Linked DNA regions of Gossypium hirsutum: regions 1, 3 and 4 are each linked to region 2. A link is a contact called in public Hi-C data. All regions are on one chromosome and are shown on one strand. The core of a region is the stretch at or near the end of the contact, and the rest is flanking DNA. Distances in the headings are between cores, read along the strand shown. Region 1 has its middle 28 kb from the start of LOC121216441. Region 2 holds the start of LOC107898212 (2-Cys peroxiredoxin BAS1, chloroplastic). Region 3 has its middle 4.1 kb from the start of LOC107898424. Region 4 holds the start of LOC107899402 (BEL1-like homeodomain protein 1).

Region 1 (4,485 bases), core at 341-2,840, 840 kb after region 2:
AAAATTGATTTATTAACCATTTTAGTCCTTTGGTCAATTGCTATCTAAGTCCCCAAGCCTTTTTTCAATTAAAACTCAATGACGATTGGACTTTTACAATTTAGTCCATGAGCTTTAATTAACTAATTTTTCGGCTAAATTGCTTAATAGAATTTCAATATATTTTTATATTAACTCCGTAAATATTCCTATTTATATTTACGGACTTGGCTTATGAAAATGGGATTCCAAACTATATTTTTTGATACTACTGGAATTCGGGTCATTACACTTAAACTCATCAAGAAAACTCAAAATCGAAACTCTTTAACACTAGAACAAAAAATAACATGAATAGAGAGAAAAATAGAGAAATTGTTCAAATAATGCAAAAATCCACTTCTTAAAAGTTTAATGACATTTTAAGGACTTGAAAACATTGAATTTCTTCTAAAAATCTTTCAAGAATCATCAAAATCCAAAAGTCCTCTTTAATAGAAAATGAATGTAAATTGCAAAAACATAGGAATCAAGCATATAAAATTAAGAAGAATGATGAAACAATTAAGAAAATGTGTTTACCTTGGTAAAAAAAATAATTGGCTAAATTTATGATTGTGCACTGAAAAATCTATCAATATTTTTTTAGGTATAATGATATATTTATCCTTCAATGTTTACATGTTCTATCAATTTAGTTATTATTCTATTTTTAGCTCAATTTAAACACTAACCTTTCAAAACAATTAAATAGTTTTTTTTTTTAAAAATGTTGATTAAAACATTAGTTTTTAAAAATATTGGTGTGACAACCGACGTGACAATTCGCTTGCACTTCATAGTTACAAATAATTTAAAAATTGTAAAAAGATATTAAAAATCAAATTTTAAAAAAATATATAAAAAGTTCATAAAATTTAAAAAAATACATAAAATAAACATGAGTTGCTATGTTTGAAATTTAATATTTTAGCCGGCATTTTTATTAGAAATAAATTTGACTATTTTTCAAAAGACTAATGGTTAACTTTAATTCTTTTTAAAATATTAAAAGTTAAATTTAGCTAAATTAAAAAAAAGATATAAATGTTAATAGCTAAATTTAATATTATGTATTTTATTTATTAATTTTTTATATAATATTTAATATCATCTATAACACTTCTAAAATTTTTTAAATAAAATAATAAATACACTTCAACATATTAAGCTCATATACTCACCCACCGAATTAAAACTCGTTGAATTGGTTTTGGTATATGTGTTTAACCATCACCAATAAATTCATAAAAGAAGTTATAATTAAATGTGGGAACCGGGTAGTGTAAAAGAGTCATTTTAAGGGAAGGGGATTGAGTTGAGAGCGAGGTAAGCAGAGGAAGGGGGGCAATTTGGCCAGATGAAGCAAGAAAAGACACGTCTGTAATAAAAAAACAGACAAGTAGGCAGTTGAAGTTTAAATAAAAATAGACACATGGGGGGAAGGCTTTTTCAATCAACTCAAACTCTCCAAGCATTCATTAATTAAATTTAAGAAAAAGGCAGACACAGTCTTAGCTCTCCCCTTCCTCTCATTGGCTGCTTTCTTGACTTTCTCCAACAGCTGGGACCCCTTTATATCTCCAATTACACGCCCCCTCTTATGCTTTATTATTATTGTAGAGAGAAAGAGAGGATTAGGTGGTGGGGCCCACAAGGGTCGAGGCGAATCCTCTTTAACGCTAGAAACAAAAAACAATTTGCAAATATTTTTAGAAGTCTATTATATTTTGACATGTGTACAGTCATTAACTATTCTTTATTTATTTATTTCTCAAGTAAATAATTTATAAATAATAATAATAATAATCCCAAAGTAAATTGCTTTTACGGTACAGGGAATTGCACGTACGTCGGATGGACGCCCTGCCGCCGGCTCTCCTCGTCCTCACTTTTAACTGTCTCTCCCCCGACACGTACTAAATTACTTTAACCTTTTATTTGTTTGAGGTTGAGTTTTGTTTTTAAATATTTTTGTCATTTTATTTGATCTATGTTTAATAATTTTTTATTTAAATTTAATATAAAATATAAAAATTAGTCATTAAACTAAGATTAAGATTACATTAAAAAATTCATAAAAATTTTATCAAATTCATAACAACATATACTATTACTATTATAAACTTACTTTCATGAACATATAAGAGATTAAAGGTCAATTTTTCATTATTTAGAAAAAGTATTTCTGACTCCAAAAATACTTTTAAAAAAAAGTTGTGCAGAACAAACTGCTTTAGGCTGAAATTTTTAGCTTTTTAGAAGTACTTTTCAAAAGCACTTCTGAAAAGGAGAAGCCAAAAATTTTAGTTTTTCCTTTCTTAAAAATATTTTTGGTGCTTAATTACTTTTTCACCCCTCCAATAACATAGTACTTTCATTTTTTTCTTGGTGCTTAATTACAAATGTGTTAAAATCATTAATTAAAAATAAAAAATATTTTTTAAAATACTAATTACAAATATTTAATGGTTATATTTAAATATTTAAAATATAGTTTATATATTCTAATTAAATTTTATAAATAATTAATATTTATTGCTTAAAAATATTTAAAATTTATATTTCATATATTAAAATATTAACAACAAGCTATAATAATTTTTGTATATTCTTACTAAAATATAATAATATTAACTAATTTAAATATTATTTAAATACATATTTGTTGCTTGATAATAACATGTCTAAAATAGATATTTTATTTCACAAAAGCACTTTTTGACAACAATGTTAAACACTCAATAAATATAATGGTGGTAAAAGATGAAACAAAAATTTAGATTTGAACTTCTGGAAAGGGTGAATTATTTGTCTAAGACCACGTTTGTTGAGAAAGGTAAGAGATGAGTGCCCATGAAATTAAGGTATTGACTTTGGTTTCCTTCTCTAAGGTAAGATTTAATATGATAAAAGTGATCACTTTTTTAAAAAATTAATCAGTTGGAAAATGGTTTCAACGTTTAGTTTGTCAATTATTTTTACTTTCTTTGGAATCTTTTCTGTGGGAGCTTCTTTCCATAAACGTAATAATGTTATTCTCATGATAAAAGGCGAGAAAGTTATTTCTCTATATATATTGGAAAGTTAAAAAATATATTAAGACAAATTTAACTCTATTTTATATTGGTTTAGGGTATTAGTCTTAATAAACATTAAAAAAAAGAAGCTAGTCTCCTTTCTCTTTCCTATAACTTGATTCTCTCTATTACTTCAATAGATTTTTTGCAAGTAAATTTTTATTTTATTTTATTTTTATATGCATATTTAATCATCTATATAATATATTATTTACATATTGTATTTATTTTCTATTGTTTCTCTCTCTCTTTCTTTTCGATGTCGTTACCTCTTATGTATTTGTAAAATTAACTATCTTTTCTCAATTCCAGATAACATGAAAAAAGATTATGTAAAAGGTTTGCATAACGAATCTATTTAATGGACTTTCAATTGCTATGTTAGTATATTTTAAGATTTTATTTTATAATTTATTTTCAATTATTGGAACTATGTTAGGATGATATACATCATATTACTTCCATTTAAAACATATTATTATGTGGTTTGCACCTGTTAGAGTTGTGTGACTCAAATCCTTGTTAAAGAAATAAAATATAGTGGAAATAAGGAGATTTGTGTAGGGCTTAAGGCCAAAGGTCGAATGCTCGAGGCCATAGCCCAATAGATCCCCAACTGGGGGTGTTAGGGCCTAAGGCCCCTCAGTATGAACCATGTTGCACTAGTAGAGTCCATATAGAACTACACTTCTTTTATTTGACATTAATTAGAATAAAAATTTTCAACATTTAAATAGATGTAGTCGAAACTCCTCTTGTATCATTTGTTTTACAACATTAGTGAATTCCTTCTCCTTTGTCTGTGGTTTCTTTTCCTAAAAGGGTTTCCACGTAAAATCTGTGTGTTCTTATTTTTTTTTATTTTTGCGATCATTCTATTGCCATTATCGACATTTATTATAATAAACCGGTATCAGATCTTTCGAGTTATTTATCTCGATCACGGTAATAGCGACAATGAAGTATGATATTCCATTATTGGATCACAACACCAGATTCGCATTGTGGCAAGTAAATATGCAGACAGTTCTTGCGCAAATGGATTTGGAGGATGCCCTGTTATGGTTAGATAAAATGCCTTCGAAATTGACAAATGAAGAGAAGAAGTGTAAAGATCAAAAGGCTTTAAAGCAATTACATCTGCATTTGTTGAATCAAATTTTACAGGACGTGTTAAAGAAGAAGACCGTCGCTGCATAATGGGCAAAGCTACAACAACTATGCATGTTGAAAACCCTAAGTAGGAAGTTGCATCTGAAGCAACATCTTTATTCTCATCGTTTGGAGGAAGGTCTGTCTATGCTCGAACACTTAACTGTGTTTAAAGAAATTAACTCGGACTTAGAGGCCATGAAGGTTCAGTATGATAAAGAAGATTTAGGGTTAA
Region 2 (4,671 bases), core at 1,211-3,710:
GGGTAAAAATGTAAAATATTATAGTTTGATATTCGAATTATTCGAATTATTCGAGTTATTCGAATTTGAAAACTCAACTCGATTCGAACTCGAAATTCGAAAAAAAAATTCGAGTTGATTCGAATAACTCGATTAACTCGAATAACTCGATTCGTTTAACTCAAAATTCGAATTTTTTTTTATTTTTTCGAGTCAAATCGAGTTTTGCTCACCCCTACCCTTTTGTACGTGGTATAATATATAAAACTTGCAATTCTTTACATCCACGATTTCGTGCTTGTGTCTTGTCTATTTACTTTCATTGTGGATGGGCAATATGTAATTTAAATAAAAGATATATATGCAAAGTTAGAATGAATTAGAGGTGCTCATGGGCCGGGCGGCCCGGCCCGACGGCCCGCCCAAAATATGGGCTTGGGCAAAAAAATGAGGCCCGATTAAAAAACGGGCCGGGCCTCGGGCACCACTTTTTTGGCCCGAGCCCGGCCCGGCCCGGCCCGAATATAATAAATATTTTAATTTTTTAATTTTTTTAATTTTAAAATACTTTTAAAATTTTTTTTAAAAATTTTTTTAATTTTAAAATTTTTTTAAAATACATTTTTAATTTTTTTTTAATTTTAAAATAAATTTTTGGTATTTATTTAAAAAACGGGCCGGGCCCGGGCTTATGAATTTTTTCCCGGGCTGGGCCTGGGAAAAATTCTAGGCCCATATTTCGGGCCGGGCCGAAATTTTTTTCTAGGCCTGGCCTGGCCCATGAGCAGCTCTAGAATGAATTAGGGTGAAGGATGTTAAAACAATGAAGAAAGCAGTGGATAAGTTACAATCAACTGTAAGATAATATGATGTAATTAAAGTTTGTTGTAACACTCGATATCTGACTTGATTTAACGGATTCAAATGTAAGTTGTCATGATATTTACATACTTAGCAAAATTTTACAATCTACGAAAGCTATATTGAAAGTACTAGTTATCTTTTTAAAATTTTTTCTAAGTCAATTGGTTTGAGTAATATATTTATAGTTTGTTACAAACTTCAAAGTTAAAATAAAACCTTAAAACAAAGTGTTTGATAGACATATTCATAGCGTATATTACTACGTACTTGTCATTTGAAAAACATATTCTATGAATGTCTCTCTACCACCATGGCGCATCCCTGGCTTGGTCCTTCCTAGCGCACTAGTTTAATTCTCAAACTTGCTTACCAAAAGACACATATAAGTTCAAAGGAACTTAGTGAGTCTTACTCATTATTACCTTTTTACGAGGTCGTAGAATATTTCAACTCAAGGGTTTGGGTTCTTTCTTAGACTTTGGCGAATACTTTTCTAGTTCTTAGTTGGTGGATAGCTATGTGCCAACCTCTACAATTAACCACCTTTTACACATTTCGCCCAATTGATGGATCACATGCTTCACCCTATAATTCAAATCTCATTACACACTTTCTTTGCAGAAGGTAGTTGAATGTACTCCTCAGAATGATATTCAACGGATGTTATTCTTGACAGATTCTTTTACAGGACTCAACAATTATTAGAACACCAGTTACATCGTGTCTTTATATCAGTCCAAGATACTAGACTTACTTAGAAGAATATAGCATTTTAATCCAAGCAATAGAATCCCATATAATGTTTTGGATATGCCCAAGTTGATCACGAGGATGGAATAATGATAGGCCACGTAAGCTTTTTCAAATGATACGCCACAAAGTCCTAATAATATTGAAGAATTAGGGTTAGTTTAGCCATGCTTTTGAAAAGTATTTTTAAAAAAGTGTAGTGGAAAAATGTTTTTGAGATTTACTTTTTAAAAGTTTGGTTTAAGATTTGAGTGTTTAGCATTGCTCTAAAAAGTACTTTTGGGAAATAAAATATCCATTTTAAATATGATATTATCAAGTATCAAATATGCATTTAAATAATGTTCAAATTAGTTAATATTATTATATTTTAGTAATAATATAAAAAATTATTATAATATTTTAATATATGAAATATAAATTTTAAATATTTTTGAGCAATAAATATTAATTATTTATACAATTTAATTCGAATATATAAACTATATTTTAAATATTTAAATATAACTATTAAATATTTGTAATGAGATATTAACACATTTGTATCATTTTAAAAAATATTTTTTTATTTTTAATTAATTATTTTAACACATTTATAATTAAGTACCAAGAAAAAAAGAAAGAGAAAATACTATGTTGTTGAAAGGGTGAAAAAGTAAGCACCAAAAGTGCTTTCGGAAGATGAAAAACTAAAAATTTTAACTTCTTATTTTCAAAAGTAATTTTAAAAAGCTACAAATTTCAGCAACAATTTTTCTTCCAAAAACACTTTGTAAGTTAAAAGTGTTTTTTTAAGCACTACTAAACATGTTTAATTATTATGCAAAGTTGATTTTATATATTTCCTGTGTGTGTTTGAGGAAGAAGTTGGTAAATTGGGCTAAGAGCCCAAATGTAAAAGAAAACGAAGGCAAAATGAGGTTGTGTAAGCTCGGCCTGAGTTCACAGACCAAAATGTGTGGAGTGAGGAGTGAGTGGGTAAGGCAACAAATATAAACCCCCCCCCCCCCCCATCACTGATCAAACCCAAACTGTCCACTTATTTATCTTCTTATCCACTCCCCTCTGCTATTTCATTTATCCTTCGCCCATATTCTCTTTCACTGCAAACTGTGAGCGAGTGAGAGAGATGGCTTGCTCAGCTACTTCATCGGCCGCGGCTCTCATCTCCTCTAAGCCAAGGGCTTTCTCCTCCAATTCCAAGCCCTTCTCCCAATCCCTTTCTCTCCCCAATCCCTTCACTGGTCTCCCTGCCCCTCTCCTTTCTCGTCCCGCCTCCTTTTCCCTCTCCCGCGCCTCCCCTTCTCGCAAGTCTTTCGTCGTCAAAGCCACCGTATGTTTTTCTCTTCTCCATTTCGCTTTTTCTTTTCATGTTTCTACTAATTTTTAAATGGTTGAATTTAGACTGGAAAGGGAATGTGACGTTTACTTTGTTTTAATTACTTTCTTTTATTAATATCAACAATTGTAAACATAATGTATTAGGATGTCTCTGGGCTTTAGTTATTTTTGCAAAGGATTTTATTAGAATGTATTCAGAGTGTGGAATTTGGATCTGGTTTCGATTTTAATGCAAAGATGGAAAAAATTAGTGTTGCCAAGGAATAGCGCGGCAAATGTGGGTCTATGACTCCATTGTAAAGGCAAAATAGGAAGCCAAAGCTAACTCCATTTGGTGAGTTTTGTTGGGGGCTCCAAATGAAAATGGATATCTATATCATTTAGTTTAAAATGAATTAGTTTGTTTTCAATAAACATTTTAGCTTTTTGGAGAAAGGAAAAAGAAGAAAGAGGAGCAAATTATGTTAAGTGAAATTCAGAATTAGTTTTGAGATATGTTTATTCTAAACGAATTCTGAATGTTTTGATGGTGAACTATTTCTTTATCCACATAATTTCTCATGTATGATTCGGTTTCATATTTCGATCATCTCTTTCAGAGTGAGCTTCCACTGGTGGGAAATCCTGCCCCTGATTTTGAGGCTGAGGCCGTCTTTGACCAGGAGTTCATTAAGGTATCTTATGTGGATATTGTTCTCAAGTATAGGCACTTAAATAAAATTTTCCCTCTTTTGTTATGATTACATATGTTTTTTCCAATTCTATTCTGAACTATGCATTATTCTTTCAGGTCAAGCTCTCTGAATACATTGGGAAGAAATATGTGATTCTCTTCTTTTACCCGTTGGACTTCACATTTGTTTGCCCCACAGGTGTCTTTCACTCTGAACAACTAGCCTAATAGTTTTCTATGATATTAGAGTCTCATTCTTACTTTCACCTCCTAAAATGCTTCCTGCTTGCAGAGATTACTGCTTTCAGTGACCGCTATGAAGAATTTGAGAAGCTAAACACCGAAATATTAGGTGTTTCTATTGACAGTGTGGTAAGTTCCTTGGTTTATAGCAAAAAATGTTTATACCTCTCTGCCTATATTAAAGTTTAGTAGTTTCCTTCAGTCGCAGAAGATTCTTAAAGGTATGCTTACGTCTTCATTGTAGCCTTACGTAGTTTGCAGGTTCATTTTGTCTTAGACCCACTACAGTGATGATATAAGCAATGCAAAATTGCAAATCTCTATGACCATGTATCCTAAAAATTAGTCAAACACAAGGTAAAAGATAACTCAACCACCAAATGCAGCATAAATTTATTCAAGGCAAAAAGACACATCCAAAATAAAGACATCAAGTTGCCATTGTCCTATCAAAGATGATATGGAATCTCAAGATTTAAATTCTAGTTTTAGGGTTTAGTCTTGATTTGGTTTGAAATTGATGCTTCGGTTCAGATCTGGAATTAACAAGGAAAAGTAAGTCAAATTTCTAATTAAGAGTGAAAAGAAAAAAGAACTAAAAAAAATAAAAAAGAAGGATCAAGGAAGAAGAATCCGGATTTGGAATGGAGTACATATATAATTCGGTATTGAATGCAAATCCTAGATGCCAAATTGAAAAACCTGAAATCAATAAGAATCCGAACTAGAGTTAAATTATAAAAGAAGTAAACGAAATCAGAAATAAAAGAAAGAATTAGGGTGTGGAGAATTTAGCTGAGGATGAATTTTTGGGGCTTGAA
Region 3 (4,817 bases), core at 2,302-4,801, 550 kb after region 2:
CTACAAAAATTATATTCGGCCTTAGCACACAACTTGCTAGCCGATTCTTCCCCATCTAGCAACCAATGCACATATGTGCTCACTCAAAATGCTAAAAAGGAGATTCAAGAATCATCAATCCACCATCACATGCATCATTAACAAGCTTCATATTTAGCATGCAATGGCATTAACACAAAATCCACCTAGGCCGAATCTTAACTCATCTTCATGCCTCATCACCACAACATCAAACATCAACCAAGAATGATGCATCCATGGCCGAGTGTCATTTCCATCACATAGCAAGATTTAGACCATGGGCTAGGTAGAACTCAAGCTAACAACTAAAATATGCATGCATCTCATGGAACATCACCTAACATACCTTAGCCTAGTCACATGCATGGCCGAACCTCTTCAACCTTTCTTCTTCCTTCCTCATTAAAATTTTTGGCCAAGGATGAACCAAAGGATGAGCATTTTTTTCTTTGTTTTTCTTTCTAGTTTCGGCAAAATGGGGGGACAACCACACACCCTTTTTTTTTGTTTTCATCACATTTCCTTTCATTATTATGCCCATGCTCCTTATTTTATTTTTTTTCCACCCATGATGCACCAACAAGACATGTCTATGACATGTCTTGCCCATCACACTTGGTCTACCATGCTTGTCATGGCCGGCCACTACTAGTAGGGGGGAATTTGACATGCAAGTCCCCCCTTTTTCCACATGCTCTAATAGGTCCTTACGCATTGACCTATCACATTTTAAAATTTTCTCACATAAGTCCTATTCGATGAAATTCACTTACAATTAACAAAATTCAAACACGAAATTTTCACACATGCACATGTACATATAATGAGCATCAATTATGACGGTTAATAATTTTTACGACTCGGTTTAGTGGTCCCGAAACCACTTCCCGACTAGGGTCAATTTTGGGCTGTCACAACTATTATTGTTAGATAGGAAAAAGATAATGCATTAAGACTAACATGTAGTTGATTGATGATAAAGAGTTATCATTGATATGGAATGTCAGAATTGATGCATGAATATGTGTGTTAGAGAACAACATATTAGATTGACCCATTATGAGTATGTTTCTTGGATTATTATGTAATTGTCACGACATTACTCATAGTGATTAATATGTATATGATCCTCAGACTTGAGATCATCATAATCCCAACATCGTGAGTAGTATATTTTGATCCAGTCAAACGTACACCGTAACTGGTTGTTCTATAAAGGCTGATGTTGGATATACCACAATCGATGTAGAGGGATATGGTTGGTCGATATAGAATAAGTCCCTCCTACATAATGGGAGTAATATGTTGGGCCACTTGATTAAGTGAGACTAGAAATGTATGGCCATGCTCAAATAAGTTGATATGAGATGTCATACTTATTTGTATATTGTAGTCTGCTTAAGGTATCAAGGAACATGTAATGGACTATACAAGTGTGACTATTCCATGACTTGTGTCCAATCCAGAGATAAAAGACTTAAGGATTATTGCATAAAAGGTTAATCATAAAAAAAAAGGTTATGTCGAATCATGATCTCTTGTGACTTAGGTAGCAATGATGCATTGCTAGATGCCACTCATTGTTTGTAACATTGGAATCGTTCTAGTATTACTGCTAACGTTACAGGAACCTACAGGGTCACATCCTATAGTTGAAATGAACGGAATAAACCATAGTTGGTATTATTTTTGGGTTTCGCTTGAATTAAATTAATTATAGAATTAATTTAATTCGATAATCAAATTTCCAACACATTATGTTCAAGTTTGTTGTACGCTTAATGAGGACATGAATTTGGTTAGCATATGAATTCAAATAAATATATGGTTTACCGAAATTATATTATAATTAATGTAATTATAATTTTCGGTTTAAAATATTATTATATTTATTTAATTCCTAAAAACCCTAAAATAATAGGATATAAGAATCCCGTTTTTCTTTGTTTTTGGTCTAGTAGCCGTCAAAGAAAAATTACTTTCAAAACTGTTTTGGGGATTTCTTCCATTCGTAGTCAACTGGGTGGATTACGTAGAGGTCGGAGTCTCAATAGATTGCGGCTTGGTTCGATTGTAGATCAGACTACACATTGTTGAGAAGTTGTTGTCTACTCAGAACAAACATTAGGTAATTTCGTAACCCTTTTCACCCCGATTCGTCCCTCACACATGGATCCGTGGTTAGGGTCGCCGATTATTAAATTTTTCCGCTGCGCCGTAGGGGTGCCGGCGATCCAACACCCTGAGTATCAGGTCGTTACACAAACTTTACTAGGAGCTAAGCAAAGAGTAGCCGCTGTGCATATGTATAGAGGGGCACCCGTAGAGGCCTTGCTTCAGGGTTTAAGTTGCCTATATATGTTATTGAACCACTATCCAAGTTTGTAAACATCCGTTAGACTTAAAGTCTTAGAGATTCATTGCCAGTTAATAAGAGTTGAAATTTCAGTTAGATTTTCAAATTTAAGTCATTAAAGTATGTACCTAAATTAGAATTAGAAAAAATTATTAGGTAAATCTAGTTAATGCAGCATCCGATACCTAGACTTGACAGTTTGGTTAGGTAAAGGGTGTTACAACTTAGTGGTAAAATTTACCATTAACTTTGTAAAATATAGAAATCATAAAAAAATTATAAAAATTATAAATTTTCATAAAAATCATAAAAAATTATAAAATGCATAAAAAATTACCTTTAACCATTAACTTTCAACGTTGACCATTAAAGTTAATGACTCCCAATTTTTTTTTAGTTAAAGCCATCACTTGTCGCAACACAACGTGACATGTGACAAAAAATAATAAAAGTAAAAATCAATAAAAGTTATAGAAAATTATAAAATGTTTCTTCTGGTACAATAATTTTTATAATTTTTTTTACGAATTTTATATTTCTTTATATTTTTATAATTTTATTACGACTTTATAATATTTTATAATATTTTTCTTATTTTTTCTAATTTTTAATATTTTTATATTTTCTATTAAAATTTAATAATTTTTATAACTTTTATTGATTTATAATTTTTTGTCACATGTCACGCTGTAGTTGTGACACGTAGTGGCTTTAACTAAAAAAAAATTAGGGGTGGTTAACTTTAACAATCAACTGTAAAGTTAACGGTCAAAGGAACTTTTTGATGCATTTTGACAGTTCAAATACTCAATTGAGTGCAAAAAAAAAATAGGGGCTTAATTGCTTTTTTTTTAAAGTTTGAGGGTATTTTTTATGCATTTTAAAAGTTTAAGTACCTAATTGAGTGAACAAGAAAATAAGGGCTTAATTGCTTTTTCTGAAAAAATTGAGAGCTTTTTATACCTTAAACCTTTTTTAATTAAATAAAGAATTTATTTTTAATTAATAAAATCTTTCTTCTTGATTTTATTTTCTCCAATCCCATATTTTGTTGCCGGCGCCAAAAGTCATCATCGTCGGTTTTTTCTTGGGCCAGTTTGACGGTGGTAGTGGCTATCATGCTTAAATGGTAGAATGCAAGTGGCCCATCCGAAGCCTATCATGTTTGAAGGCCATTCTTTCAGCATCAAAAAGTCACCAAAATGGGCATTTTCTTTTGGGGATCCCTTTTGAGTTCTCTTCCAACGTGTATCTACATTTCCCTTAACCCTCTTTTAAAACCCTACCTCTCCAAGTTGCTCTCTATTGCCTCTCTTTTCAAAATTTAAGCCCATTTTCCTCATCAGTGGTTTCCTTTATTTTTATTCCATTTCTCTATTATTTGTTTGTTTAGTAGTTAAATCTCATTTGGTTAAAGAAATTTTACACCATTTCGTACCTTCCTTGGTTCAAGAAAACAATTTTTGGCTACCAAAAGACAAGTGGTATGATATAGGTTGAAATTGTAAAAGTTAATAGAGCTAGTCAAGTACTTAAAATAGATATAAATTTGATTTACAATTTTCAATATTCGGTACCAATTAGATCTAAAAGAAATTAGATATAAAGTAAATATAATTTTTCAAGTTTAAGTTGTTGCGTTTTATAAAAATATAAAATTACATTTTGAGAAGTAGTCCATTAACATTATGGATATTATTTATTAAATCTAAAAATAATGAATTAATAATCATTTGAGATAAACCAATAATAAAAAATATATTTACCTAATATATTATTTTTAATATATTAGTTAGAAAAGTTAAAAGAAGAATTAGATGCAAACCTACAGATTTATAAAAACAAAAAAGAGTGCAAAATTTTGCAAAGGAAAAAAAATTAATATTAGTCAAACCATGAAAAATATATATTACACTAGTAAAATGTAGTATGTAACATTCTTGTTCAATTTCGATAATATGGAAATAAAATTGTACGGGTCTTATTTTAACAATTTTGCATTAATAAAATGTAATATGTAACAAGTTTACAACTTCCCAAATTGTATAAAACCATTAATGCACCTAGGGGCTCAATTGAACAAATGTAAGGATATAATTGCACAAATTAAAACATGCTTGAGGGATTAAAGCAATTAAATTGAAACCTAAAATTAGGTATTAAATTAGAAAACAATTAAAAAATTGAGGGGCCTTAAACAAAATTATATCCTTTTGTTTTTTTGGCTGCCACATTCATTTCACGATGGAAGCCCTTTTAATTTTTTTTTCCTTCAAAACAATCGCAAATAAATAATTAAAATACAATAATCAATCAAAATAAAATTATCTAAAAGACATAGCCAATCGTCTAAATTAAAACTTTTTAAAAATAAACTTGGTGGGTGTCCTGTACGAATATATCCAATTCAACATGTTTTGGTTGAGGATGGTGGGGACTG
Region 4 (4,709 bases), core at 951-3,450, 970 kb after region 2:
TTAACAATAATTATTTGATATATTGCCGAGATTTTTTTTAAAAATTTTAGAAACAAAGTTAAAAAAATTATCATATATCCTTAATTGATAATTAAAGAAAATTAAATAAATGAGACAGTTAGTGATCTTTTAACTATTTTTGAACCGCGAAAAACAGCAAATTTCACTTTTTGGAAGGTACCATAAAAAATTTCACTCAAAATAAGTTTAGTTTTGAGGTGATAAGTAGATCTTACTTAAAAACAATAGAAGAAAAAAAAAAGCGGCAGAATGCATAAACTTTCAATGATAAAAGTAATTTAATTAGGTCAAAATGAACCACAATGGAATGGTGAAAGAATTGATAATACAACTCCTGAATTCCAACTCTGAACCAGTATTTAATTTCACATGCACTAAATTTGACGTTGTTCTAAAGGCAAGAACGTGATTGTACACTTACGCCCAGAATTGGATGAAAGGAGACTTCTCAAAATTGTACTGCATGAATTTCTCGTTTAAGTACAGCGGGCAGTAAAAAAAAAACATGAATTTTATACTGTATTTTCTTTTTTTGAAAAAACAAAGTATAGAAAGTTGCAACTCTTTTAAGCCAATGAGAAAATTGAGGGTAAGTAGTTTTATAGTTGACTGACGACATGAGAGATATGGGTTCTCTTTCAGGTGAGTTTTCAATTGATGAGCTTACTTTTTATGGCAGTGAATGTTAAAGTTAATGATCTTTCACTACCTGAGCTGACAATTAAAAGTGAAAAGCTTTTCATTGGGGGCGAGAATCCTAGGAACTCTAGCTTATTATTAATAATTAAGATGACTTTAATTTGATCAGAGAATGTGTTACCGTGATGGTGATTGCAATGTCTCTTCTCTTGTTCAAAGAGTTAATTAATTCAATATTATATAATTAATATAAAAGTTTAAATACGAACTATTATTCTTTTTTTTTCTTTTATCATTTTAACCTTCAATTTTTAAAATTTAGTTAACTTATTTATTTTTGGACAAAAAAAAATTACTGAACTGTTAAAATTTTAATGGTATTAATATGACCACTAATATGTCAATCCATCTTATAAATCATAAAAATTTTAAAAAATAAAAATATTTAAAAATTAACAAAATTTAAAAAAGTTTGTAAATTTTTTAAAATTTTATCCATTTTATAGATAAAATTTTAAATAAATTGTCACATCAATACCATTAATATTTTAATAATTCAGTAATTTTTTTAATAAAAAACGAATAATTTAACTAAATTTCAAAAATAAAAGATCAAAATAACCCATAAAAAATAAATGTTAAAAAGCTAAATTTATGTATGAGTATCCAATGTCTTGTTGCACTTCACCATTTTTCTCTGGTCAAACTATTCTTTTCCTTTTAATTATATATACCAATTACTGTCTGTCAGTCACCTTGATTTTTTTTTAAGTTTATTTGGTTTTTAGGAATATATTAAAAAATTTCAAATTTTGGGAGAGAAATAAAGAAGTTTGAAGTCAGAAAGTGTAAATTTAGTAGTAGATTTCTTGTTTTATGTAATTTTGTAGTACAGTTTTGGTGAAGGGTTAGGGATGGTATGAGAGAAACTCAATTTGGCCCTACACAGTTAGGGAGCACTTGATTCAAATTCACACATTCATGCATTTGATTAGGACCCCACTGTTTTTTGTTTTGTTTCACAGATCAAAACAGTTTACTTTTTGGTAGGTTTCATATATATATATGTATTAAATTCAAAATTCTCATGCAGATAAACAATGGGTATTCTTTAAATTTGTAAAAAAGATAGAAATTAAATTAAATTTGTGAAAAAAATAGAAATTAAATTATGAAGTGTATACATGTACTCTACTAGTATTTATTTCATTTTTTGAAGCATTAAAGTAGGTGTTATGGCGGTTGGTTCTGTGTTCCTTGGCAATTTAATTGCTTTATCTTCAAACACTGGCATCCAACCACAAAAATATTAGCCCCAAAATTATGTAAAAAGAGAGAAAAAAAAATAAAGTGAAAAACGAAAAAAGACAAAGAGATATTTAATGTATGAATTGAGGAGTAGGACCCTCTTCTACCCTCTCTCATCATCTTCTCTTCTTTTTTCTTGTATTATTATTATGATTACCATAATTTTCTTTTTTATTTTTATTTTAATTAAGCTTACAGTGTGAAAGGAGACATTTTTTCAAATCTTGTGTCAATTATTATTTATGAAAACAGCTTGATATATACACATATCATATCTCCACTCCTTTTTTTTCTTTCACAGAAGAAGAAAAAAGAAAAGAGTGGTTGGTTTGTATAGTTTATGAAAAGGGAGGGTCAAATCACACAAGTTCCCTTTGTTTTGTTGTATTTGCAGGTACTTCACCTAATTAAAAACCCATTAAAGAGTAATTGAAGGTCACCCATTAATCTCTCTGATACTTTTACTTTTTCCGGTTTCAATTGGGGGGGGGAGTTGCAGAGATATTGAGTCTGACAATAAAGGACTAACTTACTGATAGATCATTAAAAAAAAATCATAAATTCCACAGATAGATACATCATATCTCTTTCTGTTTATTTAAATTATATGGTATTTTAGCTATAACTATATTAGCTTTTACTTGTCAAAATTTTAATTATTTTTTAAAGTTCTATTTTGCAGTGAAGATGATGATGAAGCACGTGTATACTCAAATTACCATCACACCAGGTACAAATCTTATTAACTGTTACTATAATCAATTCTCTCCCTCTCTCTCTCTCTGTTTCAATCTCTGTATTTCAGCCTTCTCTCTCTTATCTTTATATAAACACTAAAACTTTCTCCCCTATACTCCCTTTTTTTCCTTCCCTCACCCTCATCCTTTTCTTCATCTTCTCCTCCTATTATTCCCATGTCTTCAAGCTCTAGACTTGTTCCCAAACCTTGACGAGCCAGCCAATCATATTTACTTATATACATATATTAATTGTGGAGGATTATCACTCCTTTCCTTTCCACTGAATTCTCAGGATCCACTTGATCATCCCAAGATCATCAATACCCCATTTTTCCCAGAAAGTTCTGGAATGGGTTGATTTAAAGTCTGGGGATTTATTCTGGAGAATAAGGTAAAACATGTTTAGACTTTATTGATGTTATGGATGAATTTTTTTTCTTTTTCTAGTGCTTGTGATTATGAAAGTAGTATAATAATAATAATAATAATAATAATAAATTTGGTGTTTCTTTGATCTTTTCAGTGAAGAGAAAAAGTAGAAAACAATATTAGAATTAAGCAAAGAAAACAACATACGATGGCGACGTACTTTCATGGGAACCCTGAAATCCAAGCAAGTACTGACGGCCTTCAAACCCTTGTACTTATGAACCCTGCCTATGTTCAGTATTCCGATACCCCTCCACCACCCCCGGCCAGCAACCTCCTTTTCTTCAACCCTAACTCCCTCTCTCCGCCCCAAACTCAGCAACTCGTCGGCATCCCCCTCCCCGCTACCTCAGCTGCCAATCAAGGCCCTACCTCACACGATATCTCCCCCTTGCATGGCCTCGTCCAGCGCGTCCATTACAACATGTACAACCCTATTGACCCTTCCGGATCGGCGCGTGAAACTCCTCGCGCTCAACAAGGACTCTCTTTGACCCTTTCTTCCCAGCAGCAGCCGGGTTATGGATCCCAGGCTCAAGCAGTTTCAGGCGGGTCGGCTTCTTCGGGTTCAGGCGTGCACGATAGGGTGTCGGGTGTGCAAAGTGTGTTTTTGAGCTCTAAATACTTGAAGGCTGCTCAAGAGCTTCTTGATGAGGTTGTTAATGTTAACACTACTGGGATTACAAAGAGTGAATTATTGGCTAAGAAGGGTGGTGGTGGAAATAATCATAGCAATAGCAGTAGTAAGGCTATGGGAGAGTCGTCGGTGGTGGCCGGGGATGGCTCTGGTGGTGGGGAGGCAGGTGAGAAACACGTCGCAGAGCTGACCACGGCTGAGAAACAGGAAATTCAGATGAAGAAAGCTAAGCTAATTAACATGCTTGATGAGGTATGGAAATTAGATCATATATATATATGGAAAAAACTGGGATAGAAGCAAGTTCATAAGTTGTAACTCTACTATTTTAAGGTCTTTCTTTAGATTTCAATCCTTGAAGATTCTTTGTTTAATTAATTGAAAGCTCTAGTTTGTTATTAGACCTCAAATCCATGAAATTTACCAATTGGAGTACGTCAGTCAGGTTCTTGAATTCCAAACTTCTTCTAGACATCCAACGTAAGCTTATTGTTTAGGCACAACATATTGATATCAAATGGTTGTCTTTTTTATTTTTTATTTGGCAGGTGGAACAAAGGTATAGGCAATACCATCACCAGATGCAGATTGTAACATCCTCATTTGAGCAAGCAGCTGGAATTGGGTCAGCAAAAACATACACAGCTCTTGCATTAAAGACCATTTCAAAGCAATTTCGGTGTTTGAAAGATGCAATAACTGACCAAATCCGAGCAGCCAACAAGAGTTTAGGGGAAGAAGAAGATGGTGTAGGCGAAGCAGCCAAAATCGAGGGATCCAGACTTAAGTTCGTGGATCATCATCTTCGACAGCAAAGAGCACTTCAGCAGTTGGGAATGATCCAGCACAATGCTTGGAGACCCCAGAGAGGATTGCCTGAAAGATCAGTTTCTGTTCTTCGAGCTTGGCTCTTCGAACACTTCCTTCACCCGTAT

The links. A called contact is a pair of places that touch in the nucleus more often than the background predicts.
Region 1: a Hi-C map of leaf shows a contact between it and region 2, with 2.0 times the contacts expected there. The contact joins the enhancer-like site here to the promoter of LOC107898212 in region 2. A contact is called at or near these places in 2 of 34 Hi-C or Micro-C datasets (hypocotyl and leaf).
Region 3: a contact with region 2 is called in a Hi-C map of hypocotyl, with 2.2 times the contacts expected there. The contact joins the enhancer-like site here to the promoter of LOC107898212 in region 2. A contact is called at or near these places in 3 of 34 Hi-C or Micro-C datasets (hypocotyl and leaf).
Region 4: a Hi-C map of leaf shows a contact between it and region 2, with 1.6 times the contacts expected there. The contact joins the promoter of LOC107899402 here to the promoter of LOC107898212 in region 2. A contact is called at or near these places in 3 of 34 Hi-C or Micro-C datasets (callus and leaf).

Annotation. Positions count from the first base shown.
Region 1 is chrD04:32,732,551-32,737,035 of Gossypium_hirsutum_v2.1, reverse strand. No RefSeq gene overlaps it. Among protein-coding and RNA genes, the nearest start is that of LOC121216441, 28 kb to the left of the region's middle. Within about 2 kb of position 1,590, at least 3 of the 9 cell types and tissues checked have an H3K27ac peak or open chromatin away from gene starts, as enhancers often do. A contact at or near this core is called in hypocotyl and leaf, where this site is marked.
Region 2 is chrD04:33,569,773-33,574,443 of Gossypium_hirsutum_v2.1, reverse strand. LOC107898212 (2-Cys peroxiredoxin BAS1, chloroplastic) reads left to right here and starts at 2,460. Exons shown (of 7, transcript XM_016823742.2): 1 at 2,460-2,926; 2 at 3,534-3,608; 3 at 3,725-3,806; 4 at 3,900-3,979. The coding sequence starts at 2,723.
Region 3 is chrD04:33,017,090-33,021,906 of Gossypium_hirsutum_v2.1, reverse strand. No RefSeq gene overlaps it. Among protein-coding and RNA genes, the nearest start is that of LOC107898424, 4.1 kb to the right of the region's middle. Within about 2 kb of position 3,551, at least 2 of the 9 cell types and tissues checked have an H3K27ac peak or open chromatin away from gene starts, as enhancers often do. A contact at or near this core is called in hypocotyl and leaf, where this site is marked.
Region 4 is chrD04:32,600,011-32,604,719 of Gossypium_hirsutum_v2.1, reverse strand. It overlaps LOC107899402 (BEL1-like homeodomain protein 1), which reads left to right and starts at 2,200. Exons shown (of 7, transcript XM_041091301.1): 1 at 2,200-2,362; 2 at 2,651-2,698; 3 at 3,001-3,099; 4 at 3,232-4,026; 5 at 4,323-4,705. The coding sequence starts at 3,286.